Regions from separate parts of the Gasterosteus aculeatus genome. Here region 1 is linked to region 2. The links are chromatin contacts, called in public Hi-C maps. All regions are on one chromosome and are shown on one strand. The core of a region is the stretch at or near the end of the contact, and the rest is flanking DNA. Distances in the headings are between cores, read along the strand shown.

Region 1 (2,700 bases), core at 28-2,527, 48 kb before region 2:
TCGTTCACCGTTTGGGGAGTTTTATTTCAAAAAGACCCGCAATCCACCGGAGAGGAGAGGGGATAATTGAAATCCTCGCAGTAACACTCGATGACATAATATTAAGCATGTTTTTTTCCCCCATTGGAGTCAAACTTGATCTCGACAGATCTTCTTACGCTCATGAAGTCATCCTGATTTTAAAAACAGTTCTCGCGTATCAACATGTGTCAAACTCTCTTGATCAAATAGGAAATAATTTCATGTACACTGGAGTTGTTTTGTTTGCCAGAATGAATCAAACCAACAATCACCTGACTCACTCTCCTCTAGATGTCCCATCCACACAGGTTCCTGAAGGAACTACGGTTCCTAAGGTATCCAGTCAAACACTTTGGTTTATATTTCTGTTTTGCACAGAAGTCAGACAAAAGTAATACTCAAGTGAAATTATGGAATTTAAAAATCTTTGTCTGCTTTCATCGTTTCGTGTGAGGAGTTTCTTCTTTTTTTTGATGATAGTAGTCAAAAACTACAACATGACCCAAGTATCAAATGACTGTTTTAGATCTAATAAAACATTAGGCAGTAAACTCGCGGACAGCGTCCCTCTCTTTGAATAGCTTGAATCATTCTCCTGCATACAACTGCCTATGATCCATCACCGAATATATACTTTACTGGCACACTCTGCAATTACAATAAAATATATTGCACCGTGTTTTTGTTGCAAAGGCCCAATGCAGTTACAGTTTAAAAGCATAATAGAGAACAGGACTTTTTCTTGCCCTGCCATGTTTTTTCTCCACTCAAACAGAGATGGATAAGGGACGTTTCCCCTTCCTCGGGCTCGATCCCGTTCCAGCCGGCTGCAGACAAATGTTGACCCACTTCAGCGGCAAAGATGACAACTTTACTATCCGTCTCGCTTAGTTGAAAAGCAGAGCAAAGTCAAGGGTTATGAAAGACATTTACCATGGACGTACAGTGATGTATTTCTCCTCGCAAGGAGAGATGGAGATGGAGAAGGAGGAGGAGGAAGCCGGAGGTTATGAAAGACACAGAGCAGTAGGGCTCTCTCTGGCCAAGTTTCTTTTTTGCAGCCCTAAATGCCTTAAGTGTCTTTTACTGAATCAGCTTTTCAACACACACACACACACACACACACACACACACAGTGAGAAAGTTCCTCGTTCATAAGGCAAACAAACATGGCAGCCCTATTTGACCTGCCCGAGCTGTCTGTTCTCCAGCTAGTTCTTGAGCAGGTTGGCCTTGTTTTCACTGGAGCAGCCGTCGGTACGTGACCACGCGTGTGGGAATTCTGTGTTTGTGAGCTTGTCTGTGCCTGCAAAAGAGAAAGCAAAAGAAAAGTGTGTGTGTTTCTTTTGGGGCCCTGTCAACCCGCAGGAGGATTGTCCAGACGTGGCAGCCTGTGCAGACACGGCGGCTGCGCGCATGCAGGTCATAGGTGGCTGGATGGAAGCATCGGCATTGCTGCCGTTACCACGTCAAAATACTAAATACATTTGGACTATTCTCATCTGAAAAAAACAACACCCCCCCTGCTGTTTTGAACTTATCTTTCGCAGAATGTTTCTCCTTTTATGCCGCCGCATTAATGTGAATACCCTCTGTTTAGTTTAGTGTTTTCTTTAGAGCTCCCACAGTTCCATTGCTGGCATTTATTTAAAGGATTTATCTAAGCGAAGCTCTTGAGTTGTTTGTGAGGATTGAAGCCAACAAGGGTGCAACTGTAGGAAGGGAAAGATCAAAACCAGCTGTTTGCAGCGCACCAAATTGTAACTCATATCATCCCTTATTTTCATTGAAGATGTGATAAGGAGACAAAGTAAAGCTCATGCTCTTTTAAGCACGGGGGAGTGCTGTTCAGCAGTGAAACCACTGAGAGCTCCGTGCTGCCCAGCGGCTGCACCCTCACCTATTTAGAATACACTCGGTGTCCCACATGTGAGAGGCCCGCATGTGGAAAATACTCTGACCTGATAACTGCAGCAGAGCTATTGACAAGCGGAAAGAGGGGGAGAAAAAGAAGAAGAAAAAAAATCACACGACTGTGTCAAATGAGATTGATTAATGGATAAAAAGTAATGCTGCGTGTGCTTTGCCAGCATCACTGGGTCCTGCATATGTAGAGCAGCTGGAGCCATTGGACAAAAAAGACATTGTGGGAAAGTTGCAAGAAACATTCAGGTGACACAAAATCAAGTACATTTGATGCTCAGTTAGTGAAGGAAACCATAACAGCACAATTGACATGTCAATGATAACTTACAGCAACTGTGTCACAATGGGTGTTGCTTTGAAAAATGTTGAACTTAGAAGCAAATGAGGAACATCCAAGGTGGATTCTACCAATAGCTGGAAAATAGCATGTCTGGCAATGAAGTAGCGATCCAAAACAGATTTTTTTTTTGTAATAAAACAAATGAAAAGCTATAAAACATCTGGCTGCAAAATGTATGTATCGGACCACTCACTTTGTCCAGCTGGTGAAAAACGTAATTTCCTGCCCTGTTTGTGACCCAAACGAACAACCCAACTGTTTAACATACTGAAGCAGAACACCAATCGGTGTAAACTACTTGCACATGAGCAATAAATGGGTTACTTGCAACAACTGGGAATATTTCTCACACTGTAAAAGTTAAGGGGGGAAAAAAACTGTTAAAGCTCGGCCCGGGTACAGTGAGCCCTCTG
Region 2 (2,842 bases), core at 35-2,534:
AAGCTGTCAGAGCGGGTGCCAGCAGGGTGAACGAGGGCGTCCCCCCCCACCCCCCCGGTCCCTCGCTGTGTGGGCTGGCAGGGACAATAAGCCATACTGTTTGACCTGCTCAGTCTGTCCCACCGCCAGGCTCGCGGACATTCAAACGGCTCTCTTCATAATCCCCTGACTCCACAGCTGAGGAGGAAAGATCCAATCCAAAAGCAACGCCTTTTTGGAAATCTTTATTACTTGCTGTTCATCCATCCCTTTTGACCTCCATGACCTTGGTATCACCTGTGCGGTCTTCTTTTCAATACAGCTGCTTCTGTTCCTTCTTGTGTTCTAATAACCGTGACCATGACAAAAAATATGCTAAAACGGTAATTTTTCCATTATTCATCACATTTAAGCAGCGATAGTGTTACTGCAGGTTTGATCTGCTCGAAAACCTGACCTCAACTGGGTCAGCGAATGTTACGAGGACAAGTTTTATCCTTATCAAAGGCTTGCAGGACAGCTTGTGTCAGTGGCTCTCAACCTTCTTTAGGATCTGCATGATCCATGAACAACACTGTACAAACCAGCCACAAAACAAACCTTATCGAATGTTGTTGTATTGAATAAACATCATTCAAGTTAAATGCGTTGGAACGCTTTGACAAAGATGCTCGCTGGCAGAATCGCCGCCAAAGTTCATTAATGGACAACATGATTGTCTGTCTTCATCCTGCATTTGCTCTGTTTTGCAGATCACCTGCCATGACTCGCTCTCATACAGCTACACACTCCCTCTACTGAGCTGCCCACTGCCACTATACCTCAGACCAACCACTAGGGCATCATCCAGGACTCAGAGAAACGCTGAGCGGGATAAAACAGTCTCTCGCTCACCTCCTAAGTGAAGGAAGCCACTTCTTGGAGGTGGTTTGAAATCATGGACACATATCATAATGGCGGCACACCGGTACAAGCATGTGAGCATGTGCTAGTTTTATCAGATAACGACTGTACTACAATTTTGTTTCAGTCATGCAAGTCCATCCAATCAAGTTTTCCTTGTAAGATATTGTGGGGAATCTTGTTGCATGATTGCTGCTGTATTCCTTTAGGCACATTCTCTTTACTAATGAGTTTAAACTGACCTTATTGTGCTGCTAATGTTATCTTTAGATACCCAGATTCAAATGAGAACGTGATATCTTTCTAAAAAATAAAAATAAATCCAATGGATGCACAAAGTATGTTGTGTGCCTGTACGTGAGGGGGAGAAGTGTGTGTGTGAGTGTTGAGGAGAGGGACAGGAGGAGGAGATCGGAGGGGGGCTTCGAGGTTTTCAGCCAATAGGCGCAGAGCAGCGCTGGTGTCATTTCTCGACGCTTAAACTTGGTTTCCAGAGCTGCGCAGCGCTCAAAGCCCGGTGAGCGTCCTTCCTCCTTCTCCTTCTTCTTCTCCTCCACCTCCTCCTCCTCCGCAGACTATGCACTGAAAGAGCGCGTCCATCGAGCTCGAGTTTCACGTCCCGGAACGGCCCCGAGTCGTGTTTGCTGCCCGCAGTGCGCACGGATGCCTCCACGGTCGTGATTGCATTCTGATAAACGGAGTATTCGAACCCGATCCCGGAGCACGGAGTTTGCTTCTGAGGTGAGTGCGAAGTGGGGTTTACACTTTTTGTCCGTCTTGAGTTTCCAATAAATTTGTGACTTTGTGAAATGACGACGTGCCATTAAAGGAATGATTCGTCCCTCCGTTACTTTATAATCAGACGCAGCTAAAAAGTAGAGAAAATACTTAATTGAGCCTCTGTCACATATTTTCCCTGAAGGGAGAGAGAAAAAAGTGAAACTGTCACTGACTGTGGGGGAGGGAGGGAGGAGGGGGGGTGGGGGGGCGAAAAGACGCACTTAATGGAGGGTTGCATTTTCGTTTCCAGATGTGTGGACTCAGCTGTTCCTTGTCACTCAGGTGGTCTGTCTTTTGGCCTGTTTATTCTTTTTTCCTACCTTCACGCACTCACATCAAGCTCTTCGGAACCACCATTGTGGACGTACCCAAATCCCCACAACCATTAGAAACTGAAGCCGGATCATTTCATCCAATCAGCACAATTGTCTAATTGTGGCCTTTTTTATTGAACAATTATTTCAGAGAAATAAATCTACTTTTAGAGCAGGTTTTCAGTTTTTGTTATCAACTTCTCAGGATTGTGAGTTCCCGTGATCTTCCTTGTTCTGACGTGCGGACTTTTGTCTCAGAATACCTCGAGATGTATTGAAAGAAAAAGAAGGAAAGTTCTTTAAATCGGGAGTAGGAGTCCTGAAATGTGCTGTGTGATCTGTATCGAAGCCAGTAGTGGCACCTAGTGGTGGGAAAGATTTGTAGAGATGCGTTGGGATCTTCAGAGGAGTTTAAAACTTGAAGGAAGCTTGTGTAAAAATTGCCAATTCAAGATGTGTTATATTCATAAGTAGTCCCTGCCGGTGCTCTCGGTCCTGTCGGGGGGGGGAGGGGGGTTTCATGCCGTGCAGTCTTGGTTCCTGTAATTGAATGACAAGCTGCTGTGTGTTTAGCTGATCCAGGATGAGAGAGATCAGGTGACTGAGGTGTATTCCCCCTCTGTGGGAGGCCAGTCAGCCAGACTATGCCGCACGTTGCCGGGGGTCTACACACACCAATACTAAAGCCTTTGTTAATGAGTATGTATCTGTGTGCGTGTGTGTCCTTGTCTGTGTGTGGTACGCCTACCGGCTGCACGTGTGCTTTATTACTTTGCATGCACGCATACACGTGTGTCTTTTCTGTGTGTCTGCACGTCCGTACTCATATGCATCCATGATGAGAGAGAGAGAGAGGGAGAGACAGA

The links. Hi-C and Micro-C count contacts between places; a contact is called where the count stands out from the background.
Region 1: a Hi-C map of skeletal muscle shows a contact between it and region 2, with 3 times the contacts expected there. The contact joins the enhancer-like site here to the promoter of LOC120818427 in region 2. A contact is called at or near these places in 3 of 6 Hi-C or Micro-C datasets (skeletal muscle and tail fin).

The regions. Positions count from the first base shown.
Region 1 is chr4:29,010,953-29,013,652 of fGasAcu3.hap1.1, reverse strand. No RefSeq gene overlaps it. Among protein-coding and RNA genes, the nearest start is that of pus7l, 7.9 kb to the left of the region's middle. Within about 2 kb of position 1,277, at least 3 of the 9 cell types and tissues checked have open chromatin away from gene starts, as enhancers often do.
Region 2 is chr4:28,962,930-28,965,771 of fGasAcu3.hap1.1, reverse strand. LOC120818427 (prickle-like protein 1) reads left to right here and starts at 1,284. Exons shown (of 8, transcript XM_040175493.2): 1 at 1,284-1,623.